Linked DNA regions of Mus musculus: region 2 is linked to region 1. Evidence: chromatin contacts called from public HiChIP or PLAC-seq data. All regions are on one chromosome and are shown on one strand. The core of a region is the stretch at or near the end of the contact, and the rest is flanking DNA. Distances in the headings are between cores, read along the strand shown. Region 1 holds the start of Med10 (mediator complex subunit 10). Region 2 has its middle 63 kb from the start of 1700100L14Rik.

What was found. HiChIP or PLAC-seq counts read pairs in DNA pulled down with a chosen protein or histone mark.
Region 2: an H3K4me3 HiChIP or PLAC-seq map of embryonic hindbrain shows a contact between it and region 1, with 4 times the contacts expected there. The contact joins the enhancer-like site here to the promoter of Med10 in region 1. A contact is called at or near these places in 1 of 39 promoter capture datasets (frontonasal cranial neural crest) and 7 of 115 datasets of contacts at active chromatin or transcription factors (embryonic basal ganglia, embryonic forebrain, embryonic hindbrain and 4 more).

The regions. Positions count from the first base shown.
Region 1 is chr13:69,806,714-69,813,575 of GRCm38.p6, forward strand. Med10 (mediator complex subunit 10) reads left to right here and starts at 3,169. Exons shown (of 4, transcript NM_138596.2): 1 at 3,169-3,339; 2 at 4,894-4,977. The coding sequence starts at 3,218.
Region 2 is chr13:70,506,843-70,513,704 of GRCm38.p6, forward strand. No RefSeq gene overlaps it. Among named protein-coding and RNA genes, the nearest start is that of 1700100L14Rik, 63 kb to the right of the region's middle. Within about 2 kb of position 2,384, at least 28 of the 459 cell types and tissues checked have an H3K27ac peak or open chromatin away from gene starts, as enhancers often do.

The sequences.
Region 1 (6,862 bases), core at 1,919-4,418:
AATGGGTATGGGAGGGGTACAAGGAAAGAGTCTAATGAAGGTGCAGCAATGGGCACACACCTGGTCAGAACATTGGCAGACACACAGGTTCAAGGAGTGGCCAGAGCATTGTGCACCTCTATTTTTCTAAATCAGTGAAGCTAGTTCTGCTAACACTGACGTCTATCTTGCCAATTTCAGGGCTTCTGTGTCCTTTTGCATTCTGCCAGGATCTTTCACATACACATATATTAAGCTAATATTTGCATTTCCCTCGATTTCATTATCATATGATGTAATATCACATTGATTAAAGATATCAGTAGTCAAGTGCTGTAAATGTATATTGTCACATGTAAGTTGAGTCATCATGCTTCAAGGGACAGTGTACCACGTTATAAAACATATGTGTTTGCAGCTGTTCTTAGGCTAGTTACAACATGTCAGGTGGAATTATGACCTTGTTATTGTTTTCCTTTGTAAATTAAGCATGACATAAGGAGTTGATATTATGTGTGAAGTTGACAAGGACTGAACTTGGGATGGCTAATCTTGGTTGTCAATTGGACTGCCTTTGAAGTAAACTAAAACCGAAGATGCTGGGCACCCACTTAGAGATTATCTGTCTTACCCTCTCTCTTCCTTTGTGAGATAAGGTTTCACTGTGTAGTCCTGGATGTTCTGAAACTCTCCATGATCTTGCTTGGTCTCAAACTCACAGAGATCTGACTTCCTCTGCCTCCCACACACTGGGATCATGGGTGTATGTTACCATACCCAGAGATACTAATCAGATTTTGAAAGCACCCTAAATCTGGGTGTAGTGGCTATTCCTGGTTGTCAACTTGACTATATTTGGAATGAACTACAATCCAGAATTGGAAGGCTCACCAGTGACCCTTATCCGAAGGCTGGGAGATAGAAGTTTCTGATCTGGATCTTGGTATGGAGATCTTGAGGCATAGTGGCTATGGATTCCAGAAGATTAAATCTCCGAGTTCAAGGTCATCTGGGATTAAAGGTGTGGTGGAACACACCTTTAATCTGGGCTACATCTTCTGCTGGAGACAATATAAGGACATTGGAAGAAGGGAGTCTCACTCTTGCTCCCTTGCGTGCTTGCCGCGTGGGACTGAGTAACTGCTAGATCCTTGGACTTCCATTCACAGCTGCTACTGACCATTGTTGGGAGTTGGACTGCAGACTGTAACTCATCAATAAATTCCTTTACTATATAGAGACTATCCATAAGTTCTGTGACTCTAGAGAACTCTAACTAATACACTGGGTCACACCTACTAACAGCTTATAAGACATGGAAGAAAAATTTTGCCTGCTTGCCTTCACTCTCTCTGGCAAGTTCATCTCTCCTGTTGCCGGAGCCCATACTAAATCCAATGACCTTCAGATCCCAATGAAGACCATACCCTGATAGCTCTCCAGGAATCTCCCAGGAGTCCAGCAACAGATTGGGGGCGCAGAAACATGCAGCTCCGCGGAATGAACAGCAACTGGATTCTCAGTTTTTCCACCATGAATCAGCCATTGCTATATCACCCCTGACACACCCTGTCAGACACTCTAACACCACATATATAAAACTAAATATACATGCATTCAACATATCAGTTCTGGGCATTTGGAGAGCTGGGATGGCTAGTCTTGGTGGTCAACTTGACTACATATGGAATGAACAGGAATCCAGAAATAGAGGGTGTGTCTGTTAGGGACGTTTTTGCTTGGTTTGAAGTGGGTGGATCCATTTCTGCTCTGAACCTTTAAGATAAAAAGACATACACCTTTGATCTGGATAGTGAGGTGGGGAGGTGCAACTTTAATCTGGGCCACACCTTCTGCTGGAAGCCTATATAAGGACATGGAAGAAGGAAGCTTTTGTTCTTTGCCTGCTTGCCCTTGCCTTGCTAGCACATCCATTCCTTCACTGACATTAAAGTCTGATTCTTTGGGATTCCAGTGTATACTGAAGACCAGCAAAGACCAGCTGAGACATCCAGTGTCACGGACTGAACTGAGCAACTACTGGATTCTTGGACTCTCTGTTCACTGCCATCCACCATTGGAATAGCTGGACGGCAGCCTATAAGTTATTCTAATAAATTCATATTACGTGTGCGCTCTCTCTCTCTCTCTCTCTCTCTCTCTCTCTCTCTCTAAGTTCTGTTAGTCTAACACAGAGAACCTGTATACATCCCTTGGCATCCCCATTCTCCCTATTTGTCTCTCTCACTTGTCCCCTTGTCTCTCCTTTCATGAAGGTTGAAAGACTTACTTATATTTCTTCTTTTTGTCCTTCAGGACTGGTTTTCATATCAAATTCACCACCCCTTTTAATTGAATTGTGAAATGTTCCTTTTCTAGCACTTAAAAGTGTCTGCAGAAGTTTGAAATAATTTGTTCTTTAATGTTTGATTAATTTAAAAAGTGAGTTGAAAAGTACCTAGGGCTTAGGTATTTCCTTCTTTCCTTCCTCCCTCCCTCCCTCCCTCCCTTTTTTCCTTCTCTCTTTCCTTCTTTCTTTTCTTTTTGAAAGTGATTGTTGTCTCCTGGCCAGTTTTAAAAAGCATGGCTCTATTTTGACTTTCCCACTTAAATACATTTTCTTATTATGTATTGTGTGTCTGTGTATGCCGTGTGTGGGCATACCTGTGACACAGTACCTGTCTGGAGGTCAGAGGGCAGCTTATAGAATTCTGTTCTCTCCTCCTGCCATGTAGGATTCTGGAGACCAAACTCAGGTTGTCGGGGTTAGCAGCAAGCGTCTTCACCCACTGAACCATTTCACTGGGCCCAGATAATTATCTTTTAAAGAAAATTGCTTACATCTCGCAAGCTTTCCAGATTATGAACATACAAGGTCCACTGTATCTAAATTCTTGTCCTTCAATCTAGCTTTCTTTACTTCCCTGATGAGACTTGTTTTTTCTTTACTGAGAAAAGCTAGGTACCAGCTAAGAGTTTTCATTTTTGCCCCTTTACACATGCCTTTGCTGTGTTTTCCAGGTTAACATTTCCCACACACACAGTTCAGAAGCTTCCAAGCGGGTTTTCCCTTCAAAGGCTTACCCCGTCTCTTGCCCCGCCCATAGCGCCCGGGCCCCGCCCCCAGGAGGCCCCGCCCCCGAGGAAACGGATGTGGGCTTCCGGAAGCCGGAAGCGGGCGAGCACTGTGGACCCGGAGTCGCTCGGAGCTGAGGCTAAGAGGCGGGCGGAGCCGGCGATGGCGGAGAAGTTTGACCATCTGGAGGAGCACCTGGAGAAGTTCGTGGAGAACATTCGGCAGCTCGGCATCATCGTCAGCGACTTCCAGCCCAGCAGCCAGGCGGGGCTGAGCCAGAAGCTGTGAGTGACGGCCCGGCAGGGCTCGGCGCGTCTGTGCGAAGCCCCTGCCCGCCGGCCTTGGGGACCCCACTGGGGCTCTAACGTTCATCCCGGGTCCCCGAGGGGAGGCCGGTTCTATCCTGACCGGACCTCACAGGGGAGGCGAGTTCCGTCCTGACCGGGGCGGACGGGCTCCATCCTGACCCCACTGGAGGCCGGTTCCACCCTGACTCCACTGGGAAGGAGGATCTGACCGCACAGGAGAGGAGGCTCAGTCATGACCCCGCTGGGATAGAGGTAGCTCTAGGTCCATCCTGGCCGGACGTGGAAGGCCGGTTCCACCCTGACCCCATAGGGGAGGAGGATCCCTCCTGACCCCACAGGGGAGGCTGGCACCACTCTGACCCTACAGGACAGTCTGGGACTACCCTGATGCCGTAAGGGGAGGTAGGCACCACGGACACTCCACCCCACCCCACCGCACTGGGGAGGTTGACTTCACACCTCAGGGGGGCCCTGAGCCACCTGCTGCATAGGCCTCGCTGTGGAAGAAGGCCACCACAGAGGGTTGATTTCTTGACAGTATCTTGTGTAGGCCTTGGAATGGCCTACAGGGAAACAACACAGTGTTCAGGAGAAGGCCTCACCGCTTATATATGGGACACTTTCCAGGGATCTGGAGTGGTTCTGGAGGGAGCCGAGGTTCAACCCACTAGGGATGGGCTTTTTCCTTGCTGACTGTGGGTACTGCACTTAAACTGGAGCCCACTTCTCCACGCTGTCTACCCTGAAACTCCATTCAGTGACATGCACTCCAGAAAGCTCTGCTCTCTCTTCACCTCCTTTCTGAGTTTAGAAGGGAAAAATTAAGCATCTGAACATATTTTGTAAGTCCAAAGGTGTCCCCAGAATCCCGTGGCAATTAAGGGTTCAGGTGTGTGCAGCATTAGGGAGGAAGAAGCCTGTTAAGGTAGCTAGCGCCAGTCTCCCGACTTCCCTCTGATCCCAGCCACTGAGCTGCCTTGGTGCTGGTGCTCCTGGGTTAGGAAGGTAACATGAAGGTACAGGCAGAGCAGACAGGTAGTCAGGTTCATCTGGGAGAAGGAAGCCAGCATAGCCCTAGCTGAGACACGGCCAGTCCTGCCTCTAGTGTCTGGACCTGGAAGCCGCCTCTCTGTGTTCCCACCCAGGGGAGACCCTTTTCTGGAATGAGAGACTGCCCAAGAAACCATCTCTACCCACAGTTCAGTCTCTTAAAGCTGGGTACAGGATTGTGTCTCACTTGGGATGTTTACTAAGGTATAGAGTTGTGGTCTTGCCCCTCAAGGAGGGCTTTGTGGGATGGGAACAAGCTGGCGCATTGCCTAGACCAGAGCCTGCTGTGACTGGCCTTGTTCTCTTATCCAGTTCCCGTGGCTATCTCATACCCAGCTGCCACCTCAGTTATCTGCCCCGGTGTCCTTGACCTTGGCCGTTTTAACCCTCAGGAATTGAAGCACAGTGGCCAGTGCCGTGTAGGGGTGTGCTGTGCTGTCCTCTGAACTAACCACGTACCCCACTCTGCCTTTTTCCCAGAAACTTTATTGTTACGGGCTTACAGGACATAGATAAATGCAGACAGCAGCTGCACGATATCACGGTGCCTCTGGAAGTTTTTGAGTAAGTATCACTGGGTCTCTCTGATTCTTGGTTAGCTGTGAGTGCCAGTGAGAGGGAGGGAGGCGAGGCCCAGGTGCCACAGGCAGGACCACCAGTCTTCTAGGGTTGTAGTAGGCTAATGGGGTTAAAAAAGGATAACTCTCTCTCCAGTGTTGTGTTGTTGAGAATAGTGTCACATGAAAATATAAAAACATGCTTCCGAGTTCAGTGGAGAAAGGCCTTCAGGCCACAGGAAAACCTCATAATTCTTAAGAGCTATACCTGGGTGTGATGGCATAAGCCTTTGATCTCAGCACTTGGGAGGCAGAGGCAGATGGATCTCTGACTTGGAGATAAGTTTGGCCTATAGAGAGTTCCAGGACAGCCCAGGCTAGACAGAGAAACCGTCTTGAAAAGCAACAAGAGGTGTGTGTGAAGTGTATTGTCTGTCTGTCTGTCTGCCTGCCTATCTATCTATCTATCTATCTATCTATCTATCTATCTATCTATCTATCTATCTATAGATATAAATATAGATATAGACACACACAAACGTGGAAAAATATTGTAGTCTGATCTTTGAGAAGCTTCCCGTGGTAAGCTGAGCCTGGAAGGTGGTCCGTCTTGTGTTGGAGGAAGATCTCAGTCCAGGTGGCTGTGGGGAGGCATCTTTCTACCAGAGTCTGTCACAGCAGAAGCTCAGAGGAAAGTGTTCTGCAAAATCCAAGGAGCTGGTGCCTTTAGCTTGTTCCCAAACAGGCCTTGATCGTATCATGGGAGAAATTTCCATGTTCCCACAACCTTGCTCTTGCACACTTGGAGAGCACGTGGACTTTCCAGAGCCAGGGTAATGTAAGCTCTTAGCAATTCAGCCCAGTGTTTTGCTCTGTGCAGCCACAGAGGTCACAGTCAACTTTTGAGCCTTAAACACCACAGCCTCCCTTGTGTTGAGGAGCCACCCGTTAACTTAACACACATGAATGATAAGCTTTTCGTGCTCTGTTGTTGCTTGGATTGCACTTACTTAAAAGTAATCAGATGCTGCTTTCATTACATTATTACAGAAATATCAAAATGAAATGGGATTCCTACAAATTGGTATTTTTGCTATTTGTCATACAGTCTAGTTGAATGGATATTAACCTGAAGTGATTTATGTTATTCTTTTATGGTTTTTCAAGACAGGGTTTCTCTGAGTAGTCCTGGCTGTCCTGGAACTCACTCTGTAGACCAGGCTGGCCTCGAACTCAGAAATCTGCCTGCCTCTGCCTCCCAAGTGCTGGGATTAAAGGCGTGTGCCACCACTGCCCAGCTTGTTACTTTTTTAATTGAACTTGGTGTGGTGGTGTCCTTTCTCTATAATGACCAATTAATATAGCAAATGTGACAGATTTACTCAGTATACAGAGATATCCAAGAAGTCTATTCTTGAAAAATCTGGATATTGTGGGCAGTGGGCTTTATGACATGAAGATATGGCATTTTGGTAAAAGTATTGACTGTCAAGAGATAGTTTTATCCTATGGACTAACTGGAGAGAAACACTAATAATGCAGTGTACTGAGAACACCCTCTCCCACCAGTGGACACTGGTGTCCTCATAGGGCTCCGATGCTCCTCCCTTCTGACTTGTCCACCCAGCATGTCCCAAGTAGTCAGGCTGGCCTGGAGTACACGGTGCATCCCGGCTGTGCCTGTCACAGATGTGCGCCCTTGCACTGCATTGAACAGTACCAGCTTCGTTATCACCATGTGGAGAATCCAAAAGGTAGCATCATAGATTTGTGCTGCACCCTTCTCATGCACTGCGTTTCAGTGTGAGTGCTGCACAGATGTGAGTGGGTGTGGCTTGTCATGAGCTGCTGGAAGAAACTAGAGAGAAGCTTGGAGAAACTCAAGCGTGTAA
Region 2 (6,862 bases), core at 1,134-3,633, 700 kb after region 1:
CTGAAGTGGTACAGCTGTGATCTGACTCCAGATATTTTCACTTATATTATGATATTTTTTGTCATATTCGGCATACAAAACCATTTTAAAGAGGTTTCCAAGGCATGGCTAAGTTTTCTCTGAGTATTACTTATTCACAATGAGTTACTACACTAATGAGAGCTACAGAATGTACTTCACATATTTAGATGCCTTTTCGGTCTAGAAAATGATGATTTTTAAAAGCACATTAATCTTTACAGACCTTGAACTACATCACACTGGAGGTTTTTTGTTTGTTTGGTTTTTTTGTTTGTTTGTTTTATTTTTTTAAAACAGGTCAATGGCACTTTAACAAAACAGTTCTGTCAGATGAAAGTCAAGACCAGCAACAAGAACAAGCCCCTGGAGACAGTCAGGAGAGCAGCATCCTCAGAGTTCTTTCCTTAATAATACAAAAAAAGAACTACCATATCCAAATTGCCAGTTTTTAAATAAGAACTTCTAAGAGAAAAATCCAGGAATATCTCCAGTGAATGATGCAATATTGCTGGTATAGTTGCCATGCTGTTGAGGGTTGTTATTACAGTCACCATGCTGAGACAGTGTTCTTACTACAGTCATCTAATTAATGCAAACCTTTAGAATCAATTCATCTCATATCTACTAATGCATGCCTTTGATCATAGACACACTCCTTCTTTCACCTCAGCCCTATCACCAGTAGACTGTTTTTGATAACTGAATTACTTTATTTCTTATTCTTTCCTTTTTATGACCTTCATGTCCAGGTAATTCGTACCAGTTGTCAGTTTGGGCCTGGCTTGTTTTATCTAGTATATATCTTCAAGTTCTTTTGCATGTCACTGTAAGTAGATATATTTCCTTCTTCTTTAAAGCTAAATAAATATTCCAATCTATTTTTTCTATCCATTCAATTACCTATTGGCAATAATTACCAAATCCCAGCTCCCATGAACAGGCTGAAATGAGCATGGGAGTAGAAAGACCTTCTTAGGTCTTTGGGATGTAGATGACCTGAGACATGGGCCTATTGGCCCATAGGTTCCTGAGGAGGAGCGAATGGCAGTGAGTCAGGACTGAGCAGACTGGACAGAGAGCTCTGTAGTTCATACCACCGCCTGCGTCTCAGAACGGTCAATGTGATTCTTATCAAATGCTGTTATTATTTTTCTTTCTTTCTTCTTTTATTTTTTTTAGAATTTTTATTTCTGTTTTTCTTTGTGCTGGGGTTTGAACCTGGAGCTTTGTGCACTCTAGAGAAATGATCTTACCACTAAACTACATCCCCTGTTATCATTTTTCTGAGATGGAAAAGTAGGAAGGTATCTATAGGAAAACATAGAGCAGCACATGATAGAGAAGGCAAAGAATGCAAAAACAAACAAACAAACAAACAAAAAACAAACAAACAATACCACCAATAACCAAAGCCTAGATTGGAAGTGGTGGGGCTAGATTCTCCCTCACAGCCATTAGGAAAAAAAAAAAAAAAAGATCCTACTACTGCCTGGGTATGACTCTTCTGCTTCCAGAGTTCCAGGAAAGAAATATTATCCGAAGCTACGGTGGTTGTTTGTTTGAGGGTCACTAAGAACCCCGCACACCCTCCTCACTCATACCATACCTCATACCACCTTATCAGAGAGAGCATTGACACTGGGCAGCCCCTCACTTTTCCCACCATCCTCCAGAGTGATGCCAAGTGTCTGACAGATCCTGGGTGCTAGAAAACACACACAGATGCTCCCTTCACTGACCTGGGCTCTGCTACAGCCCGCCTCATGTGTACAGACTTTGGACCACAACACGGCTGCTGCTGTATCTCTGAACTGACTTTGTGCCTGGCACTTGCAGATGCTGAGTACCGCGCTGAGTCCAACTCTTGGAAAAGAGTAGTGATGGGTTGGATACTTGGACCAGAGTCCTGTAGTGACCTGGTGGATCTGAGTCACAGTGACCCAGCTCTGGAACATGTGGCTTCCCTTACTCTAATTAGAAGTGACAGAATTAGTCAGCTATGAGTGTCAGCACACTCACTGGCATGTTAACCTGCCACTTTGTTTTTGCTGAGCTGAAGCCAGCTAAATAGAACAAGGATGCTCAGTGCAGTGTTAGCAGGAGCAAGAGTGGGATGAGTACACTGGGACTGGGGCTGACCACAATTGACAGCTGCCTGTAAATGCTGCTCTATCTACAGCAATCTCTGACAAGTCACCTGAATGGGCAAGGAGCATCTGTGACTCCACAAAAACTCACCCAACCCTTGTCCACATTCCTATATCCCAGAACCCTGCCATCCAGTGTCCTGATGACTCTCCCCATGCAGCTGCACGTTCCTCAGCAGCTGCCCCTGGCTGTCAGAGGTACAAAGCTTAGGACGACTAATGGAATCCATTGCTACAGGATCAATACCTTCTGCAGTGTTTGCCCATCATTTATACCGAGGCAGGCACTAAGACAAAGCATTAGCCAATATGTTTTATTGGATGGCAGCCAGATTAGTAAGAAAGCAGGTTTTAATTTCCCTTCTTTATGAGTTTCCAAGGAGACCAGTCAGATAACAAAGGACGAGCTCTGTCAAGGACGTGGCCTCTACCTCTCTGTCCTGTTTTTTCTACAACCCCACTCACAAGCAGTTTGTTGTCACACATGCCTCAGTGATGCAGTTTTAACTCCTCACTATCTGGAGGAGCCCTGGGCTCCCTGCAGTTCCTTGGCATCTACAACCATAGGGCTCTGAGGGAAGAGAGTAGAGCTGGCATGAAGGTATTAAGTCCCGGGCAGTCATGGTTTTCTCCATGCACTGTCCATGGTGGCAGACACAGCTATCTTTGCTAACTCTTCTTTACAGGGTCCTAGAGTACAGTGTTTTCTGGTCTCGTGTGCGCCAGTGAGAACCAGCATTGACCGTGGATGAAAGGAACTGGCAGGCAGCTGTGTGATGAATTCCCAGGCACAGCTGGCACTGGGGAAACTGCAAAGCCCACAGACCAGACTGTGCTAGCACTGTAGCCTGATCATCTCCATATCTTAGAGCTGACCGACTACCCCAAGCATTCTCAGGACACATCACTCTACATGGTCTCTAGGCTGCTTCAGAATTTCTTAGGGTCTCTTGCGTGTAAATACAGGGCTACCCCTCTCTTCTCATGGGGGCATTCCTTTCTGAACGCGGAACAAGAAAGGGAAGGCCTTTCTGCTGTCTCAGTAGGACCAAGTGTCTTTGCTAGGGTAACAGTAAACACAGCCTTTAACCTACATCTAACAAGGAAGTAGAGAGCTGGACCCCAACACCACTAAAGAGCTTACATTTCCCTCACCTTCCTCTCTTCCCATCCTGCCAACCATAGCTGTTTCCAGCCTTCTTGCTTCTCGTTTCTTACCTAACCTGTCTTCAGTCAAAAAGCTCAAACCCCAGGCTGGAAACATGGTTCAGAAGCTAAATGTTCGATCTTCAAGGAGTTTCTTTCCTGTACTCATGGCAGGAGGCTCACAGCTGTCTGCACCCCCACTCTTGGGGAATATATCGCCCTCTTCTGGTCCCTGTGTGCACTTGCACACATGCACAGTACACTGACACACATATGTGTGAGCTCATGAATAAAAGTAAAAATGATTGTTTTAAAGTCCTCAAATTGTGGCTTACGAGGTTGCTGAGAGTTCACCTTCCGAAGTCAACTCCTGAATGTGCAATGTGCCTCAGTGAGTGGTCACCCTAGTGTCCACTGGACAATGTGCAGTCTTTCCTCCCTTCCCATGACCTACTCACTCCTTTTGGTCCACATCCAACACTGTCCCTGGACAGTGGCCTCAGATGTCTCTATTCTACTTGGGCAAAGCACTCTTTGTAGCTCCCCAGCAAGGTACAACCCTACCATCTGGACCCCTATGACACCACTACTACAAAGCCCATCACCCTATTTGTCCTGTCTGTCCTTTCTCTATCCCCCCAACTAATGGTCAGCCATTTCCATTCTCAAAGAAGTTCTTACAGCAACAGTTTTGGCATAGACCAAAGACAGTAACCTGTAGTTGAAGGGTCTCAAAGACCAGAGGACCCTGATAAACCCTACAGCATGGCTTCCATTCTGCCTCCCACCCCACCCTAAGTCATAGCATGTAGATGATCTTCTCAGGTCAGTAGAGGCCTCAACTATCTCCCATCCCAATGAGCAGTGAAGGAAACTTCCATGTCCTTTGTGTATGGTGACTCCAGAACATTGCAGCAGGATGAGGAAGGTCATAGTGGGGTCTTTCATTCTTTCTGATCAGATGTGATTGGTAAGGACAAAAGCCACAGAAACGACACAAGTGCTTGCAAGTGGGCAGTTACAAAACACACCTCATCTCTGCTCTCAAAATGAGCCATCCCATGCTTCCTTTTAGCTCCATTTCTCCTCCCCGTTGTCTCATAGGAGTCAACTCTTCGCCCCATCTGTCAAAGCCTCTTTTCCACAGGCAAGGCTCAGCTTCTGTGAAGACTACCATGCCTTAAGCTTAGCAATCACCAGCCACCATAGCTGCAAGTGCATCTTTTTTCCTGGGCCTGAAATCTTCAAATGTTAGACCTCAGCTAAACCAAGGACATATGTAAATCACCTTGTCTTCATAGCTTAGAATATCTGGAAATTCTGGACACATGTTTTCACATGGTACTAATTGACTTGGGCCAGTGGTGTGAGACAGAGGACTGTGTCTCACCCCAAGTACAGACTGGTGCCCTCTCCCTTCCATCTGATGAGAGTGTGTAGTACGGTTATGCTTGAACTATCTGAGTTATATAGAAGTGGAAATATATATATGTGGAAATCTTTGCTCCAGTGTGAGACATTTAGTAGGCCCGTAGAAGACAGCCCATTCATTGGGTGGAACCGTAATGAACAGGATTAATACTGTTTTATAAAAGGAAGCTAGAGAGGCCACTCCCTGCCCCTTGCCTCCTGAAGGAAACCGAATGAGAGTCAGCCATCTACATCCTTAACAAGCCTGATCAGGAGATCTTGAGTGTTCCATTTTCTGACCTGTGAGAGAAGACTATCTGCTCTTTCCAAGCTTCTCTGTTCATGAAACTGTAATAGTCCAGACAGATAGAGACAATGGCTGAACAGACACAGGACAAGGAAGCTAGCAGACAGGACTTTAGGAGTCTGACTTTACAGTTCTGAGGGACAGTTTGGGTACAAGGTGCCAAGGGGATCCTTGTGGCTGTAACTGCTGCCAGATCATGACCCAGAAGTGTGAGGGGTTCCTCCTTAGATTGCTAGGCACCCCTTCTTTCTCTATTTCTGTCTTTCTGCCTCTCCTCCCTTCCAATCCCTGAGTATTGCATAGAATGTTATCATTAATGACTTAATATACGTAGGATTTTTATATTCCTGGTAAGAAATGGATAGAAAATGTATTCATTTTATGGCTAAAAGCTACAAATAGTAGTTGACCATTTATATCTCAATGATAGCTCTAAATGGTTAGTGTATGATATTCAGGAGCTAAGTGTTTGAGGGAGTAAAAGGAGCAATATCTTACACACTTTAGTAAGGTTAAACACCAGAGAGCAAAAGTTCCCTTACAGGAGCTAAAACAAGCCAACAAACCTACTTTCTACTGCACACCTGGCTGAACTATGTGTGGCACTGGGTTGGTGGCAGGCCACTCATATGTGGACTCCTTTTTCATGGTTAATAGCATTTGCCCTGCATCACCTTGAAGATATGTATGCTAATTTTATCTCCCAGCCACATTCAAGAGAGTAGAAACCTCTAAGGGTTAAGTAATTTGTGCTATCACAAACAAGAAGGGACAGAGACAAAGCTGTCCACTTTCTAAAGCCTTCATCATGGACACTGTACTTCTTTCCAGCTCTGTACTGTGAAGAAAGATGGGCACTCTCTGTGCTCAAACACTTGCCCAGCTGGCACTACTCAGTCTGTCTGCTAGCCTGAACCTTCTGACAAGAATGAAACAGGCAGGAATCACCAGCCTAGCAGAGGGCAAAGCCATAGGTAGAAAAGCCACCTAAGATAACAAGACAAGTCTTCCCCAAACTGTGCCTACTGTCCAGTTGATTAAATATCCTTTGTTCTTAGCAGGTGAGGGAGGGCCCTGTGGCGGGCAGCTCATCCCTATTGCAACACTGCTCCTGCCCTCGTAGTCTGTGGAAAGCAGGTGCCAAACAGATGACTCTTGTTGCTTGCTTTTAGCATTATTGACGTTTTCATACAGCACCCAAGATGGGGACAATAGCCATAGCATACCACCTGGCTGTGCCTTGTCTGCTCCTCAGGTTCCAGTCACAACCTATATATGACCTTATGCCTCCCTCTAAAACTACTGCTCCATATGGGGTTGGCCCATGAGTTTCCCTCCTATATTGCCCTCAGTGAACCAGACATTCTTCCAAAGATGTGTCAAGGGATGATGTCACCTGCCACTGAAGGTGTTACTTCAGTACATGACTTAAAGCACAGCACAGGGACATTTAGAGGACATGGTTAGCTGCCCAAGACACTGTCTGGGTCTTTGCACAGTATTCATATCAGGATATGCTGGAGAATGTGATAGAAATGTAATGAGCGCAGGTACAGCCTGGTGACCTATTTATCCCTTGGTGACAATCCAGTGGAATAGGTGCTTGGAAATTTCCATTTAGCCAGTAGCAAGTCCTGTCCTTGCTAATATGACTCAAGGTTGGCAGAATCTGGTGTTCAGAACCCTTCTGGGAGACGAGCAGGACGCAAAGTTTGAAGATGAGCGGATGGCAGATTGTGGAGCCTTGTGTGGATGTGAGACTCCACTTGCTAACTCTGCGGTCTTCTCTCCCATGTCTGAATATGTGGCTTCGGTAATGTCATGGATGCCC